2 separate regions of the Muntiacus reevesi genome follow, and region 1 is linked to region 2. Evidence: chromatin contacts called from public Hi-C data. All regions are on one chromosome and are shown on one strand. The core of a region is the stretch at or near the end of the contact, and the rest is flanking DNA. Distances in the headings are between cores, read along the strand shown.

Region 1 (4,952 bases), core at 590-3,089, 280 kb after region 2:
TGAGTGGAAGAACCAAGACTCATATCCAGTTATTTAAGATCCCAAGGTCTATACCTTTCTGCCTCTCTTGAGGAGATTCAAAGAGGGAAAAGCACATGCAAAAAAAAAAAAAGAAAAGAAAGAAAAAATGGAGGAAAGAGAAGCCCAGAGGTGTGGGCAGGAAGAGCTCTAACCTGAGTCAGCCAGACATTGGTGGTCATGATCTGCTCCCGCTCATGCTGCAACGAAGAGAAGCTGCTGAGAAGTGCCCCCTGCCACCGACCCTCAAGTCTGTGGGCCCCCTACACCACCCAGGCTCCTTCCCCCACCTGCCCAAGCCTTGGGGACTCCAGAAGAATTAGTGCAAACATACTCTGGCTATGCCAATTTCAGTAGCTGGGCATACAGTTTGAGACCCCCACTCACCACACTGATGAGCTGGGCCAGTGATACCATGAGCTGTACTGTCACCAGCTCAGAGCCATTGGTAGCTGGGCGGATAAGTTTGTTGTAGCGGGAAGGATCCAGGAGATGCTCTACCAGCCGTTCTTCTGTGTCTGTACCCCAGACTCCTGGGCAGGGGAGTGGGGTTGGGGGCAAGAGGTAAGTACACAGCAAGGAGGGCCCACCCAGGATCCCACTCTCCCTAGGCAAGTGGGACAACCTAGGCCCAAATAGGAAGCTGTAGTTTCCCATAGCTCATCCCTAAGAAGACAGCAAAATTCTTAGGTTGCCCCCATGGACGCCCCTCATAGAGAAGTCCCTCTCTGAGATCACTGACCAAGAAGCCCAGACAGTCCCCCCACAGTCTCCCACTAAAAACCTATTCTTCAAGGATCAGTGGAGACCCTGCTCTTCCTGCAAGATCTCAGAGGATCATTTCAAAAGATTTGAAGTTTCTGTTTCCATGGTTTCTTCTAGAAGATATCTACAATTCAAGGAAGATTTTAGAGAGTAGTGAAAGGAGAACAGTTATATGTGTCCCACCACACAGCCTTTCTTCTCAGTCAGCACCCATCTCTGTGTACCAATAATGTTATGCGCCTCTACATGTGACTGGCTGTGACCCCCTCCCAAAAAGGTATTGGGTTGGAGTAGAATAATTGGGCTACCTGAGCTGTGTGGGACAGGGCATACATTTCACCTCAAGTTCCACACATACAGGAGCTCACCTCTCATGAGACTGCAGGCAAATATGGAAAGCTCACTTGGTTGTATATTCCTTTTGTACCTGCCCCACCACACACTATCTCCTGCAACCCTGCACAAACGCACCCGCACGTCCTCAGAGACCCCTCCCTGGCCCTTAGCCTGGCAGAGCTTCTTCCCTTCCTGTCTCCTGTCCACCCTCCAAGAGAGTTGAGAAGTTGCTTGTTTCCGTTTCCTGCCTTGCCCCCGTGGAGTGAGCAAAATCGGGAGCCCAACATGAGGGACAGGAAATGATGGCGAGCCAAGTGAGGGTGCCGAACCAGGTAGATTGTCTTGAGCTACTGGTTTACTGGAAGTTAAATAGCAATTCAGCTGCAATCAGAGTCTCCCCTTCCTGCCACCCCAGAAATCCTGGGGAGATCCCCTCCTTCCTTCCTCTCTGTACCCACACATTCCCCGCCACCACTGCCCAGGTTGCCTTCTCTTCTCCGCATCACTTCGAGCAAGTCCTTCTCCCAGTTCAGCCTCCCAGGTACTCCCAGCTTTCCTGGGGTCTCTCCCCTAACTCCCAAGAGACTTCCCGCCTTAGGGATCCCTCCCTTACAAATTCGAGCCTGAGTGAGACAGAGCGTGGCGACTTGTCCTTACCTGAGGACAGTCCGAGGAGGCCAAAGCTGAGGAGCAGCGCCATGGGACCTGAGAGCCAGGCCATGCCTCTGGCATAGCTCGCCGGCTCGCCTAAACGTGCCAGAGCGCGCCGCAGGCTGGAAGGCCGCGGGCGGGGCGCTGTCCGTGGTGCTGAAGCCGCTCCCGCGCCGCCCGCGCCTGGCGGGAGAGGAGCCCAGGGTGTGCGCACAGCCTTTGGTGCTGCCGTGATAATCTCCACGGCGGTTCCCCCGGCTCCAAGAGCGAGAAGGAACCCGCTTCTCGCTTATCCCGGTCTGAGCAGGCGGAGGCTTTTCCGGCTGCTCTTCCAGGGAATACAATTGGGACGGTGAGGGGGAGGAGTCTCCGCCCCGGAGGCGGAAGCGCCAGAGCTCAGAATAAAAGGGGTCCCTGGGTGGGGTATTCTCCTGCTGGTCCTGCTTAGTTAGAGTGTGCGTGAGGAGGAAGAAGGGGGGCTCACCAGACGGTGGAGGAGTTCTGAAACCCCAGAGTTGAGGCAGGACCTGGAAGGGTCTGAAAAGGCTCAGGAAGAAAGAGCAAGGAAGACAAACAGGTCAGGACCGGGTAAGCACCCGGGACCAAAGGCCAGAATGAGGGGAGTGGGAGTCAAAAAGAGTTTCTCACCTTCCTTTTTTTCTCTTACCAAACCCAAATGCTCCTGCTTCCCGGGAAGGCTGAGGATGCAGCCAAGACAATGCACTTAGGCCCTTAGAGAATGAGATGGAGGACTGTAGGTTTGCTATTTTAAGAAAGCAAACAATTTGGAGTCTAGAAACAGGATCCCCTCATCTGTTCCCTTCCATACCTCCACAGAAGGCATCCAGGGGATCTAAGGTGGGGACATGTGGACATCTGAAAAGAAGGTGACCTTCAAGAGTGGAAGGGTAAGTGGCCCTTATCAATTAGCCTTTCTCACCCACATTCTGTTCCTCTCCAGTCTTTGACTTCTGTGTGACAAGGGGGAATCAGAGGATGATTTCATAGAAACCAGCCCAAGAATGAAGCTAACACAAAGGAAAGCAAAGATGAGACAGAGAGAGGTGTCAAAACTCAATGACATCTTTGATCTTAAAAGCCCCGAACTTTTAACTTCTGAGCCAATAAAGGTTTCCCTTTTTTCTTAGGTGGATTTTTTTCAGTTTCAACCAAAAGATTCCTGACTAAAGCAGCCTTATCATACATCAAGGCACTGTCTTGTTCCAGCTCTGCCGACTCCTTCAACCTCCTCTGGGCCAGTACCTGCAGCCCCACACTCCTCATGGTAATGTCTTTATTTATTTTTGAAATAAACCTTTTTTCTTTCTTTCCTTCTTTTATTTTTAAATTTATTTGGCTGCACTGGGTCTCCATTGCTGCATGTGGGATCTTAGCTGTGACATGCGGGATCTAGTTCCCTGACCAGGGATGGAACCCAGGCCCCCTGCATTGGGAGCACTAAATCTTAACTACTGGACCCATCCTGCATGCTTCAGGGCCTTTTAAACATTCAGTTCTGTTGATTCTGTTTTCACCCATTTCCTGTCAGCCACTGTCTACTTTGAACACCTGACAGAAACATCAGTTCCTTAAGGAAGCTATGCCTGACCAAAGATTAGGTCAGGTGCCCTGAGACATGTTTCCTGAGGATGATAAATAAGTAAATAAATCAATATAAGGTGGTAGCTATCTCTCCTCCTAGATTTTGAATCAGCACAGTGCCTGGCATATTTTGAGGGTTCAACAAATAAGCCAAAGGGCTGGTACAGGACTGAAATCTTTTAACATGTAGAGAAAAATTCCTCTCTAAAAGCTCAGCCAAAAGCAATTTATATACATGTACTTAGTTGCTGGAATTGAGAAGGAAAAGCAAAACAAGTATCAGCAAAGGGCTAGAGAGGATGTGGGATGACTACAGTCTCCATAAGGTACATGGAAAGAAAGTGAAAGTGTTAGTCGCTCAGTTGTGTCCGACTGTCTGCGACCCCATGGTCTGTCCATGGAATTCTCCAGGTAAGAATACTGGAGTGGGTTGTCATTCCCTTCTCCAGGTGATCTTCCCGACTTGGGGATAGAATTCAGGTTTCTTCCATTGCAGGCAGATTCTTTACCATCTGAGCTACCAGGGAAGCCCAAAGCATGTGGAAGTGGCCATAAATCTGCACCACAAGCTCCAGGGCATATACATGTGCAAACATGTTATCATCTCTTAAGAATTCAAGAAATCTTAGAACCAAGGAAAGAAGTGGAGAATAAAAGCCTTACGAAAAAGGGAAGGAATGTGTGTAGTCAGTCCACTTGGGAAAAGGGTCAAGGGTGGGAAGAAGACTTTCCTCCCTGCCCTCTCTGCCTTCAACAATTCAGATCAATTGTTGGGTATCTACTGTTTAGTTATCAAAGATGCAGTGATCAAAAAGACTTAGTCCCAGCTACTAAGGAGATCACAGTTTGGTGGCAAAGACTTGTGACACCATGTGGTGGCTGATCTAAAAGAGTGTAAACAAGGTGCTTTGGAAGTATGGATGAGAGAGAGGTTCATAGTGCCTTGAGCCTGGAAGGGGTAGAGATGAAAATTGAGATTTGAAAGATGAGAAAGCCAATAAGACAAAAGTGGCTAAAAGGCATTTCAAATTCCTAAAAGAGAGACACGGAGCTTTACATGTAGATAGTGCTCAGTATTTTCCTCTTTCAGTGAATGCTGGGTGATAGAAGAAGGCTGCAAAAGTCTTCTTTTATGAAAGTCTCTCTCTGGAGTGGTTGCTTGTCTCTGTATTGACAGACTGGAAAGTCATTTGCTTCCTTGAGGCCCTTGGTCACTCCCTGATGCTCCTTTCTGGTCAGTTTGGGCAGCCTGTTCGCCTTGGCCTCTACCTTTTCTTTTAAAATTTCTCAGCTTTTATTCTGAGTCCTCTGAGCACAACCACCCAGTAGTGGAGGAGAGCTGGAACATCCTTCCTGCCTTCTTCATGTCTCCACACACACCCCTCCCATATATATCTACCAGGAAGAGAGGACAGGCCCAGAACCACACAAGGTGATGGATACATGTAGGAGTATCAGTCCTCAGGCAAAACAGTGACTAGGCAAGGTTTTGGTGGGACACACCCAAGGCCTCTGACGGTGAGGAACATTTTTTTTGAAAGGCATTACAATGTTCAGTTCAGTCAGTTCAGTCACTCATT
Region 2 (4,920 bases), core at 2,297-4,796:
GATAATAGCTCTAGTGCTTGATAAAGACAGGGATAGAGGTGAGCACAGGGTACCGAACATACAGGAGAAGGGCCCCTGCTCTGAATATGGGGAGCTTGGGAGAGGCTTCCTAGAAAGAAGTCCTGTGAGCCATATCTTGAAGGGCAAAAAGCAATGTGTTAGATGAAGATGTCCTGGAAAGGCATGCTGGGCAGAAGGAACAGCATGGGCAAAGGCATGGAGCTAGAAATGGCATGGCTTATTGGAGAAACTCCCCGGGAGTAGGAAATGGCATTCCACTCCAATATTCTTGCCTACAAAATCCCATGGACAGAGGGCCCTAGCAGACTATAGTCCACAGGGTTGCAAAGAGTTGTACACTCTTTGAGTGACTGACTATATACTGGAGAAAGCATATATGGTGTTGGGACTTAAAGAGGGAAGTGGTGAAGGATGAATGTGGAGAGGAGGGCAGGGGAAAAATGATAGCACATCTGAGGTAGAGCTGGTATGACCAAAGGTCACCTTTACCTTCCTGGGTTTGGTGAGCATGTCCTTGTTTACTTTCTCTGTCCTCTCTGGGCTAAGAAACTCCAGCACATTCCCTTGGCCTTCCTCTTTGCAGTCTTAGTCACTCAGTTGTGCCCAACTCTTTGTGACCCATTGGACTGTAACCCACCAGGTTCCTCTGTCCATGGGATTTTTCAGGCAAGAATACCAGAGTGGGTTGCCATTTCCTTCTCCAGGGGATCTTCCTGACCCAGGAGTGGAGCCAGTGTCTCCTGCATCGCAGGTGGATTCTTTACCTGCTAAGCCATCGGGGAAGCCCCTTTCAGTCTTAAGAAGCCTAATTCGTGTGAAGGATGAGCCTGTCCTTCAAGGTGTGGGTTTGGATACGCAGGAAAAGTCAGCCTTGATTTGCAAGATTTGCCAGTTCCTATGGTGTAAAGATTTTCAACAGCAAGGCTTTCAAGCTATCAGTGCAACATCACTGGTCATGGAGTTGAGAAGAGATATACACTGTTGGGTTTTATAAGCCAGTACCAGCCAGCTCCAGCATAGCTTCTGGGCTGCATGTGTGGTCTGAAGAGGTAGCCTACTCCTACTGACTTGCATGATGTAGGGACCCTTATCACTCCCATTTTATAGACTGGGAAGCTGAGGGTCAGAAGGTGGTTGTCCTGCCTGTGATCACTTAGCCACTGCCTGACAGAGAGGGGCAGCCTGGGCAGCCTGGCTCCAGAGCCTGAGCTGTGACCGTGATATTGTTCTCTTCCCATTCCAACAGGGTGGGTGTATCGAAGTGTGTGAGCTGCATCAGTGGCGTTAGCCTTCAAGTTCCAGCCCATTTCCAGATGAATCTCCAGTTGACATTTGGCTCTGTATAGTTAGTTCTCCCATCTGCCAGGTGTTTCTCACCCCCATCCATGCTAGAAGGACATACTCTAACAGTCCCCATTGGATCCACCAGGCACAGCCAGGGAGCCTGGAAGCAGGAGGGGATCCAGAAAGGTCAGCTGAGACAGAAGACAGATCATGGTGGTGGAGTGGGCACAGAAATGCCTAGACCTGGAGTCTCTCCCTAAAAATTGGTTTTTCACAGCCCAGATGCTGTGTCTAGCACTGAGAAGCAATAGTAACAGCACATTTCTGCTACTCACGACACAGTAATGGTAATTTGTTATGAAATCATTAAGCCTAAGTATATGATCTGGAGCCTTGAACAAAACAGGTGGCTCTGTTTGGGGATGGAAGGAGGGAAACCAAGAAGACAGAAGGAAAGGAGAGGGCATGCTCAAGGGAGTGAGGTGTGGGAGGGGGTACTGGTGGGCTGGCATGGTTGTGGGAAAACACATGAGACCCCAGGCTTGTGTCTGAGCCCGTGTTATGACTTGCAGTGGTGGGGGTGGGGGTGCAGGGCGGTGTTACCATGTCATCAATAATAATAACACTTCTCAAGATATTGTCTATAGTTGTGATTATTGAGGTTTCAGGGGTTGTGGCTTACAAGTAACACTTAACTCTCAATCATTAGGGCTGATAGGGGATTGGAGAGGTGAGAACTGGCATAGGAAGGGTACTCTGGGCTCTTTTGATGGGAGCTCTGCCCCTTCCTGACCTGGCTACTTGCTGCTCACCATTCAGAACTGCTTTAAAACTTCACTGTGTGTGCATGTTTATGGACCAGTGAGTGCACACCTATGTATATGTGTGCACCTGCATATGTGTATCTGTGTGTGTGTATGTGTGCATGGCTCTCCTACTCTTCCCCCTTCCTACCAGGAAAGCAGCTAGACAGAGGCCAGGGGGAACCAAGAGCCAGGTAGGAAGACATCGCCTTCCTAAAACCCCAGGTATGCCTGGGGAATCCCAGGCCCCCTCTTCACTCATCTCTAAGTCAGTTGCAGTTAGAAATGGAAATGAATTCAGCAGGGTCCCATTTTTTTGGAACTCCCTTTGCACACAGTGGGAGCTTAATAAATACTTGATGATGGTACTGAACCTGGGAAGCCAGCAGCTGTTCCCAGCTCTGACTCTCAGAGCTCCATGGAACAGATCAGATGGGGAGCAACCACGGGGGTTTTCAGTCTTCCTGCCAGACCTCCCGTGACTCCAAGTCTAGCTGCAGCCATAGTCCATTTCACACATCCTACTTTGGGGAGGACAGTTCTTCCTCCACAATTTCTATCTGGCTCTTTCCCACTCGTCATTTGAGGCACATTTATGGAGCCACCACTTTGCACTGAGTATCATAGTGGAAAGGCATCCTGGGAGATGGTATAGGGGCTGTGGGTTCAGACTGACCTGGGTTCAGATTCTATTACCCTTAATTACAAATGGGGTAACATCTGGCAAGTTACTTATCTGTGCTCGAGTGGTTTTTTAAAAAAACAGTTTTCATCTGTAGAAGGAGAATAATGACATAATTTTCATAGGGTTATTGTGAGGCTTAGAAATAACAGATGCTCCTGCACACATATTGCAGGCAGTTCAGTATTTACCTGGGGTCAGAAGGATGTGACCTTTGCTTCTGTGACCTTGAAGTTGTTACTCAATATCTCTGAGCATCAGTTTGTGAAATGGAAACACGATGCCCGCCTCCTTGGGTATTTGGAGTCTGTAGCTGGATAATAGGTGTGAAATAAGCTATCGTAGACCCTGACCATTAATAACTCTTCCTGTTTCTTGCCGCCGCATCAGGGTGCACAGTTTCCCTCCGGACGAGAACCTCCGCTCCTCTTCGCCACCGCCCCGCGTGCGCATACATTCCGTATCGCCGTGGGCTGACGGGTTTCTGCCATACCTGTCAGAGGAAAAGAGGGCAGCTGCTCAGCTCCCGGGTGGGGAGCGGAAACTACAGTTCCCAGCCCTCGCTGCGCCGCCGCCGGGGCTGGGAGCGGAGCGCGGCAGGCCCCTCCTCCGGGGAGGAGCCTATGCGGGGGGCGGAGTTAGGAGGTGGTTGGAGACTTAAGCCAAGCCAATGAGACCAGCTGCTAATAAGTGGGCTTGGCTTACCCTATAACAGTGGCAGGAGGAGGAGAGCAAAGCTATTGAGCCAGCGAGGAGTGAAGCTGAGCCTGGCCTCACACGCTCCTAGAGGACCACCTCTTGAGACAGAGTTCTTTTCCTCCCTTCTTCTTCTTTCTCCAAGCTCCCCTCCTGCCCTCCCTCCCTGCCCAGTACCATGCATTCTTGAGTGGCAGCGTCTGGACTCCAGGCAGCCCCAGAGAACCGGAGCAAGCCAAAAAGAGAGGACTGGAGCCAAGACACTCTGGTCGGGGAGCTTGGATGCCTGGCTTTCTTTGAGGACATCTTTGGAACGAGGGTGGCTTTGGGGTGGGGGGTTGTGCTGCAGGCAATACAGCCCGGCCCCAAGATGGACACTTCTGGGCACTTCCATGACTCCGGGGTGGGGGACCTGGATGAAGACCCCAAGTGCCCCTGTCCATCCTCCGGGGATGAGCAGCAGCAGCAGCAGCAGCAGCCGCCGCCACCGCCGCCAGCACCACCAGCAGCCCCCCAGCAGCCCCCAGGACCCCCGTTGCAGCCTCAGCCTCCGCAGCTTCAGCAGCAGCAGCAGCAGCAGCCACCGCATCCCCTATCTCAGCTCACCCAACTCCAGAGCCAGCCTGTCCATCCCGGCCTGCTACACTCCTCTCCCACTGCTTTCAGGGGCCCCCCTTCATCCAACTCCACCGCCATCCTCCACCCTTCCTCCAGGCAAGGCAGCCAGCTCAATCTCAATGACCACTTGCTTGGCCACTCTCCAAGTTCCACAGCCACAAGTGGGCCTGGTGGAGGCGGCAGGCACCGGCAGGCCAGCCCCCTGGTGCACCGGCGGGACAGCAACCCCTTCACGGAGATCGCCATGAGTTCCTGCAAGTACAGCGGGGGGGTCATGAAGCCCCTTAGCCGCCTCAGCGCCTCCCGGAGGAACCTCATTGAGGCTGAGCCCGAGGGCCAACCCCTCCAGCTCTTCAGCCCCAGCAACCCCCCGGAGATCATCATCTCCTCCCGGGAGGACAACCATGCCCACCAGACCTTGCTCCATCACCCCAATGCCACCCACAACCACCAGCATGCCGGTACCACCGCCAGCAGCGCCACCTTCCCCAAAGCCAACAAGCGGAAAAACCAAAACATTGGCTATAAGCTGGGACACAGGAGGGCCCTGTTTGAAAAGAGGAAGCGACTGAGTGACTATGCTCTGATTTTTGGGATGTTTGGAATTGTTGTTATGGTGATAGAGACCGAGCTCTCTTGGGGTTTGTACTCAAAGGTAGGGGCTGCAGTTTCTCTTTATACCTTTGAACAAAAGGAATATGTAGGTAGCAAAAGAGAGAGAGAGAGTGGGGGAGAGAGAGAGAGAGATTGGGGGAGTGAGAGATGGTGGTGGTGGGGAGAGGCGTTTGCTCAATTTTATCGAACACTTAACTTCCC

Evidence for each region. Hi-C and Micro-C count contacts between places; a contact is called where the count stands out from the background.
Region 1: a contact with region 2 is called in a Hi-C map of blood, with 4 times the contacts expected there. The contact joins the promoter of CHRNB2 here to the promoter of KCNN3 in region 2. A contact is called at or near these places in 2 of 3 Hi-C or Micro-C datasets (blood and muscle).

What each region holds. Positions count from the first base shown.
Region 1 is chr1:78,814,780-78,819,731 of mMunRee1.1, forward strand. It overlaps CHRNB2 (cholinergic receptor nicotinic beta 2 subunit), which reads right to left and starts at 1,840. Exons shown (of 6, transcript XM_065926258.1): 1 at 1,777-1,840; 2 at 406-551; 3 at 174-218. The coding sequence starts at 1,840.
Region 2 is chr1:78,531,086-78,536,005 of mMunRee1.1, forward strand. KCNN3 (potassium calcium-activated channel subfamily N member 3) reads left to right here and starts at 3,547. Exons shown (of 9, transcript XM_065903309.1): 1 at 3,547-4,759. The coding sequence starts at 3,857.